Linked DNA regions of Mus musculus: region 2 is linked to region 1. The links are chromatin contacts, called in public Hi-C maps. All regions are on one chromosome and are shown on one strand. The core of a region is the stretch at or near the end of the contact, and the rest is flanking DNA. Distances in the headings are between cores, read along the strand shown. Region 1 holds the start of Emb (embigin). Region 2 overlaps Emb (embigin).

Region 1 (4,125 bases), core at 594-3,093:
CTTATTTGAATTTATAATTATCAAGGCTAGCTTTTAAAGAGTAAGAGGTCATGACTGTAGTGATGGCTCAGCAGTTAAGAACTACTCTTCTAGAGAAGACTAGGGTTTGATTCTCAGCATCCACATGATGGCTGACACTGTTTGTAACTCAGGTTCTAGGGATCCATTGCCCTTCTCTGGCTTCCATGGGCACCAGGCACACATGCGATACAGACCTACATGCAGGCAACACCCACCCCCACCCGCACACAATGTATTGGCATGCTGTGGCATGCATTCGTGGAGGCTGAGATAGAGGAACTGCATGACTCCAGGGCCTGGGGGCTAGCCTCAGCAACACAGCCAAATTATGTCTAAGACACACCAAACAAAAAACTCCAGAAAAGACCTGTCCCCTGGAGAGATGGCTCAGAGGTTAAGAGCACTGACTGTTCTTCCAGAGGTTCTGAGTTCAAATCCCAGCAACCACATGGTGGCTCACAATCATCTGTAATGAGATCTGATGCCCTCTTCTGGTGGTCTGAAGACAGCTACAATGTACTCATATATAATAATAATAATAATAATAATAATAATAATAATAATAATAATAGACCTGCCCCCACCTCAGGCAAGCATTCCATCACAACTAGTATTTGCTGTGTTACACAGAGACACTATTATCTTCATAGAGACCTCAAACAAAAAGGTAAAAATTGCTACGGGTCGCGTTTAATGCCCTCAGCGTAAATGACATGACTTTTCTTCTTCTCCATGTATAAGCCCACAGTTTTCCAGGAATCTCACCTGCAACCCCATTTACAACAAAAGGAAATGTCTTAACTATCCGGTAGAACGCTTGCAGTCCATGTTTTGATCTTATCAGACTGTAACTCCACGAAAGGCGCCCCTGTAGCCACCCTACAAAAAGGAGGGATGGGGGGAGGGGCTCTTAGCAGCCCCTTTGAGTTGTAACTTGGGAGCCACCAAAATGGTCTTTATGGTTACTGTTAAAACACAGCTCTGAAACCCATGCACCTGGTCTTGGATGTGTCTTATTGTTATTAGCCCTCATATTTAAATCTACTCTGAGAAAACCCTCTTTTTAATTAACTCCAGCTCTGCTTCATACCACATCATTCTTTAATTCCTTCCTTCAGTTTTACCTGAGTGGAGGTTCCTAAGGGACAAAGGGCTACTAAGTAGGGCTTGCTGAGTGCCCCGGATTTAAGGCTCACTAGTTTTAACCTAGACGCCTTTCCCGCTGAATAGGAAAACAATTGTTTTGAACTATCTCAATTTATTTGATAGGAGAGTAAGAAACTTCAACCTCCGGCCCCGCGTGGGTAAGAGATAACATTGTATTCCACAATGTTTGACAAAGATGAATGGCCTTCTGCCATTTACACAGAATCCCCTTAACTTAGTTTTTGTTTGGTGAGCTCTTTGGCGCCAGGAGAGCTGTTGCCGCAAGCAAACAAAGGGAAACACACTGTGGGGCCTAGGGACTCTGAAATCTTAATCCGGAGGGAACTGGCCAAACCTTCAGAGGGGGAGGGTATGCACGACTAATAGAAAGCTCTGAGAAACATTAATTTAAGTACCGGGCTTGGGGGCACTGAATAGCGCCCTCGGTCTGGTAAGAAGAAACCTTTGCACATCCAAAGATGTATAGGAGCAGAACTATCCGGTCCTTTTCACCTGTCACATCAAAGTAAATGTGTGAACCCATCCAACGGATGGAAAGAACACTCTGTGGGGAGTTGCAACCCCTCCGGGAGGTGATGGGGTACACACACCTGGCTGGCTCCAGGAGCTAGGTCCCTCCCCAACCTGTGTTAGCCAGAGGGTGGGGGCGGGAGAGGATTCGGCGCCGAGGTTGCACAGCACATCCGGGCGCGCCGGTAGCGGGCTGCGGGCTGCATAATTGATGGAAGGCCGGCGCAATTGCGCTGGGAGCGTCTCGGGGGTGGAGGCCAGGGCGGCCGGGCCCCTCCCACTCGGTTTATTCTCGAGTGTCCTGTCCCCAGGACTGGCAGTGGGCGCCCAGTTACCAGCAAGTGTACACAGGGACCAACGGAGACGGATCGCAGCGAGCTGAGGGTGCCTTAGCGACCTCCTGGACAGACCCGCCCGCGCCATGCGCTCGCACACTGGCCTGAGGGCGCTTGTGGCGCCTGGTTACCCGCTCCTCCTTCTATGTCTTCTGGCGGCGACGCGCCCTGATCCGGCTGAGGGCGATCCCACAGGTACCTGGGGGGTTCGGGGGGCTGGCGCGGGGAGGGCTCTGGGTTCACCGGAAGAGGCTCAGTGGCGGCGACCCTCCAGCCCGACGACATCCCTTGCCGCTCGCGCAGGGGCCGCGGGGATGCAGGCGCAGGCGGCTACGGAGCGGAGAGGGGGGTGGCCTTTCATTGGCTGGGCGCGGGTTACCCAAGGAGGAAACGTGGGAGCCCGGGTGGCTCCGCATCCGCCGGGTATAGGGATGATCCCGTCCCAGTAAAGCTCAGTTTGATCCTGGGAGCTGGTAGTGAGACAGGGTCGGATTTTTCCTAGGAAGTGGGCAAATAGAGTGCGTGGGTTTGTGCGGGGGAGACTGGGGGCTTCTGCTAGTGTGGCATGATTATGAGTCCACATTCCGCGAGGCCGGCTCCCTTCATTAGAGCCACAGCGAGGCTCTCGTATCACCTTTCCTCCTGGCAGGTGTTGAAATTGAGTATGATTTTTAGAGCAGAGGGTAAAAATCGCGATAGCCAGCCAACTCAAACAAGCCCAGATAAGAAAATTAGACGTGTGTGTTGTCTTTTCATAACAATCTTTATAAAAACAAAACATTTTTCAAGGGTGTTGGGTTGCGTGTTTACGGCATGCGGACAGAAGGATTTCCGTGAAAAACATTACCGGGTCAAGATCTATTTTGCCACCTTAACTCACCTTTTTATACTTTATGTGTTGCAAGCGATCCAATGCTTTTCAGTGCAAGTTCCTGTGTCTGTGGCAGGTTAGCTCCCATTTAAGTCACCACTAACTTTCTTAAGCAGTTGAAAGACTGGCTTTACTGGGAACTAAATCCAGACATTATTCCACACAAGGTTTTGCGCTATTATAAATTATTTCCATGAGGTTATAGCATGTAGATTGGTTAAACATAGTATAAAAGAAAATGGTCAAAAGGACACACACACACACTGTTAACTTGGATTCTTCTAGTCCCTAGATTTTCTTGTTCCACATGTTTTCCATCATAATAGTTTAGGACATGACCTTACCAGGCGAACCTGGTTCTTCGGTCCTCTTCCATGCATCATTTATCATATGCTTCTGAAAAATATAGCCTCTTTTTCTAACTCGCTTCTTTTGCCTCCCCGCTTCCCCTTTCCGCTCCCAGCTCCTTCCCTCCCCCTCTCTTCCTTTCTTCCTCCTTCCCCCTTCCTTCTTTCTTCCCTCTGCACTTCCCTCTGCTGTTGTCTTCCTCCTTTCCGTGAGCGTGGGCCTGCGTGGACAGAAGCACCTCCACCTTGGAACTACAAATCCAGCCTACACTATTGTTTTGAGATTCAGTGTCTCTTGGGTTAGTTCTAGAAGTTTGCCTTCTCCACTTGGCAGTGGTGGGAACTTTTTCCCCAAGAGCTTTAAAAAGACCGATCTCCAGGTCTTGCCCTAGAAACAACTGATTCTTTTAGCATAGAAGTCAGCCTGGACATTAGCAGTTTGGAAAAATTCTCAGTGTGAGTCAAAGCAGGCAAAAATCACGAGAGGACCCAAGGGTGTATTGTTGCTGACGTCAGGTTGAAGTTAATGTACCCCCCTGGCTTCTATAGAGAAGAAACTTGGAAGCAGATGAAGCTGTAAATAAACGTGCTGAAAGTCAGGGGAACGTGGGACTTCCTTGGAAGACTCAGCTCAGACGAAAGTTACAAAATTTGAATGCCTTGGTATCTGAATTCCCAGCATCCATTTGGCAGCTTCCAACCATCTGTAACTGCAGTCCCAGGGGATCCGTCCTCTTCTAGCCTCCTTGGGCATGGGCATAGATGTAGGGAAAACACTCATATACATAAAAACAAATAGCTAGATGGATAGATGAAAGGATAAATAAAGTGGTGAGGCCTCTACAACTCTTCCTAGATTCAGTATTAACTTGAA
Region 2 (4,164 bases), core at 745-3,244, 47 kb after region 1:
TTGAAACTTGGGACGTGTTACTCGGGGGGTGCTCTTATCGTGCCTTGGTGCTACTGAGTATTCAAATTAAAATCCTATTGAGGAAAAAAACTGTAACTCTATGTGGAGCACATGAAGCAACAAATCTTTTAATGAGGTGTTAAATTCCTCCTGAAACAAACTGGACACTTTGGAAGAAAGGCTGGGAAAGGAACATGTCTAGGTCTCTGATAATAATGCTTTAGAGCTTCAGAAAATGCCTAGAGGCAGCTTAAACAATGAGTCCTCTGCCTTTTGTATTATTGCTGATTAGGACAGGGTAGCTGGAAATGTTTCTAACACTTAAATTGTAAAAACAAATATCCACTGTGGTATTTGGAATAGATAGTCTAATGAATCCATGCAGATGTGATAGCAGACAAACTGGAGCCTAAGTCAACTTACATTAATGTCATAGAATGCTCTTCTCTGCATCCTTGTGCTTTTCTGTATGAATCATCCTTTAGACTTGGCATTGAGCCTGGTCATAATCGGCTGTGAGACAGGGTCAGCGAAGGGGTCACAGGTCAACATTTTGGGTCAAGACCATTTCAAGATAAAAGTCATCATTATTGTCAGAATTAGCTCTGAACTTTCTTAAACTTCAGCCCTTGGATTTATTGTCTCTGATTCATATGGTAGTTTTTGTCATGAATATTATAGGCCATGCTGCCTGTCTACCTAGAGATGGGCAACGGTCTTTTTTTTCCCTCTTCCTAAATACATTTGCAGAGAATTCTTCCATTGGATAACCTCTGAGAACATTTGTATACAGATTAGCGCTTAATTGAACATCTCGGGCAAGTAAGAGAGTAGCGAAGGCATCAAAAGTCCTGCGAATTAAATTTAATTTAAATAGATTAAGCATCACAGCTTCTAGGTATGAGTGTGAGGAAAGCCCAAGAGATCTCAGAAGCCAGTCAGCCTGGGAGAAAAAGAAACTGGGACACGAAAAGGAGGAATTGGGATCTACGACATCACAGTGCGCTGCTCACTGGAGCTGCTGCTGACCATTCATGTAGGGAACTAGTGTTGTCAGGTTACTGTTATATCTTCAGAGAAATGACTAGAGGCGTATGGTTTTGTGTCTGTCTTTGTGGACAGATAGTCATACATGAGAATGAAAACCCAAGACGACTGGGCACGATTTTCTGCCTTGAATTCTCACCTAATAGTTGCTAATGACGACCTAGACGGCTACCTGTAGGTTTAGACATTCAGGGCTACATCCTCACAGCTGAAAAATCTTTTTATTCTTGCTTGCTGCTGGAAAACCAGAACCCTGCTAGGACTTTAAAGGTCTGTTTTATATAATGCCTCATAAATTTTAATATGCCCCTTTCTGGTAAATGGTTTTCTTGGCTCTTTCAGCCTTGCTCAGAATTAGATCACATGGGACGCGCATCTCTTTGCATTATGTAAGGGTTTTAATGTCTCCTCCTTGCCTTAGGTTCCCATTGACGCTCACTCGAATGAAAAGTATATCATCAATGGTTCCCATGCCAATGAAACAAGGCTCAAGATTAAGCATCTTTTGGAGGAAGATGGAGGATCCTACTGGTGTCGTGCCACCTTCCAGTTAGGGGAGAGTGAGGAGCAGAATGAGCTGGTTGTGCTGAGCTTCCTGGTGCCCCTCAAGCCATTTCTGGCCATACTTGCCGAAGTCATCCTCTTGGTGGCCATCATTCTGCTTTGTGAAGTGTACACACACAAGAAAAAGAATGACCCAGGTGAGATTTCTTACTTTTTTTCTATTTTGTTATCACTTAACTATGATGCGTAATATGGCTTTGCTCAGTGTAGTCACTTAAAAGCTCTGGGGAAGGGCTGGAAGGCTGGCTGGGTAAAAGCAGTGATTAAATAAGTGTAGAAATTTGAGTTGAAGTCTGCAGAGCGTATGCTGCAAGCCTCTGTGATCTCAGTAAAGGAGGGAGGTAAAGGTAGGAGATGTCTAGAAGCTTAGGCTAATCAGCCCGACATCCACAGTAGAAAAGAGCAAGAAGATCCCGTCAGGGTGGACATCAAGGCCGAACAGACACCTGAGGTCAGGCTGTGACCGTCATACCCAGGCACTGCTCCTGCACACCGGCATTCACATGTGCAAGCCAAAAAACCATGATTGATTAATATAAATGGTATTAAAGAGTGAGTGTGCGCGCACACGCGCACGTCGGGGCTCGTGCACATGTATATTTAGAGGTCACAACACAGACTTGAGTATCTTCCTTAGGAACGCTGTCTACTTCATTTTGACATATGGTCTTTCACTGTACTGATAGTCACCCATTAGGCTGGAGTGGTGAGCCACTCAGCTCTAGGTCTCTTCTCGTTTCCCTGTCCCCGCCCTGGCATTCATTACAAATGTGCATTACCACTCCTGGCTTTTTATGTGCGTTCTGGGAATTGATCTTCCGGCCTTGCTATTCTGCGCCAAGTGCTTTATGACTAAGCTATATCTATCTCCATTTCAAAACTGTTTTATCAACTCTTCGAGATTCTTATAAAAGTCAAAGCTGCATTAGTGTTGTTTACAACCCATATCTGTTGGGATGCGATATCCTTGATAAAATTGTCGTTTATTCTGTATTTATTTTCTGATTTTTATACTGTTAAAAAAAAAAAAACAGTGGCAGGCTGGAGATATGTCTCAGCGATTAAGAGCACTGACTGCTCTTCCATAGGTCCAGAGTTCAATTCCCAACAACAACATGGTGGCTCACAACCATCTGTAATGGATCTACTAACGTATCTGAAGATAGCTACAGTATCACATATACATAAAATAAATAAATAAATAATTCTTTAACAGTAAACTAAACGGACTTCAGTGGCATCACAGGTTTGAAAAAAAAAAAAGCCTCACGTTGCCAAACAGCTCTTGATTAGAGATCCAGGTAAAGTCTGGCATCGTGTTGAGAGGGAGCAGAGGGAGGCATAGCTACTGAAGGCGGCAGGTCTGCCCCTTCCAGTGAATAGTGTTGTTAGAGGCAGGTCCAACTGAGGTGTAAAAGTAGCACCATGTCCTTAACTGCCATGTCTTTCCTGTTTGTTGTCATACAGATGCTGGGAAAGAATTTGAACAAATTGAACAGCTGTAAGTATTATTTTTTAATTTTTTTCACCTATACAAAATCAGATTAATATGAAATTAAGTAAAATGTTTGTAGTTAGAAACAAGAAGACAAAAGATGCTGATGTGCATGCAGTTTCCTATATATATCTGTGTGATGCTGAAGTTTGGTATACAGTCTACCCCTCCATCACTTACTGGTCTGTACTTCTTGTTTTGTTTATACAAACATTTTCATAACGCTACTACTCTATGTACCTTCGTTGAATTAAGTTATAAGTATAAATGGTTAGGACAGACTTTTGTACACAATAACCAGAAATGAGTATTAATTTTTAAGTGATTCTTTACCTTGATCACTGATGAAAACATTCTTAAGACTATAATATTCTTGAGGCTAGAGAAATGGCAGAGTGGTTAAGAGCATTTGATGCCCTTGCAGATGACATGCGTTTAATTCCTAGCACCCACATAGCAACCCACAACGGTTTATAAGAACAGGTCCAGAGGATTTGATCTTCCCTTTGCCTTCTGGAGGCATGAGCTTACCAGTGGGACACACATGTATGCAGGCAAAGCATCCACAGGAAGAAAAATAGAAGAGGAAAAAATGAGTACAGTGTATCCAGTGTATGAAGAAAAATAGAAGGGGAAAAGATTGCAGTGTATTCATACAAAGAAAAATAGAAGGGAAAAAGAGTACAATGTATCCATTGTAAGAAAACTAGAAGGGAAAAAAGATTACAGTGTATCCACAGGAAGAAAAATAGAATGGAAAAACATTACAATGTATCCATACAAAGAAAAATAGAATGGAAAAATATTACAATGTATCCATACAAAGAAAAATAGAAGGGAAAAAGATTACAGTGTATCCATAGGAAGAAAAATAGAATGGAAAAACATTACAATGTATCCATACAAAGAAAAATAGAATGGAAAAATATTACAATGTATCCATACAAAGAAAAACAGAAGGGAAAAAGGAGTACAATGCTCAGGCCAATGGAATCCCAATGCACAGGCCCAATCAGATCCCCCAGATCAGAGCCACTAAGGTTGGGGCCAGGCATCTG

The links. Hi-C and Micro-C count contacts between places; a contact is called where the count stands out from the background.
Region 2: a Hi-C map of the N1E-115 cell line shows a contact between it and region 1, with 1.9 times the contacts expected there. The contact joins the enhancer-like site here to the promoter of Emb in region 1. A contact is called at or near these places in 3 of 39 promoter capture datasets (the C10 cell line, liver and neutrophils), 1 of 15 datasets of contacts at CTCF or cohesin (CD8 T cells), 3 of 484 Hi-C or Micro-C datasets (the N1E-115 cell line, bone marrow-derived macrophages and nephron progenitors), 12 of 115 datasets of contacts at active chromatin or transcription factors (CD8 T cells, the HPC-7 cell line, bone marrow-derived macrophages and 5 more) and 3 of 9 other capture datasets (adipose tissue, liver and pancreatic islet).

Annotation. Positions count from the first base shown.
Region 1 is chr13:117,218,730-117,222,854 of GRCm38.p6, forward strand. Emb (embigin) reads left to right here and starts at 1,844. Exons shown (of 9, transcript NM_010330.4): 1 at 1,844-2,228. The coding sequence starts at 2,120.
Region 2 is chr13:117,265,852-117,270,015 of GRCm38.p6, forward strand. It overlaps Emb (embigin), which reads left to right. Exons shown (of 9, transcript NM_010330.4): 6 at 1,469-1,748; 7 at 3,079-3,112. Among named protein-coding and RNA genes, the nearest start is that of Emb, 47 kb to the left of the region's middle. Within about 2 kb of position 1,995, at least 3 of the 459 cell types and tissues checked have an H3K27ac peak or open chromatin away from gene starts, as enhancers often do. A contact at or near this core is called in the N1E-115 cell line, where this site is marked.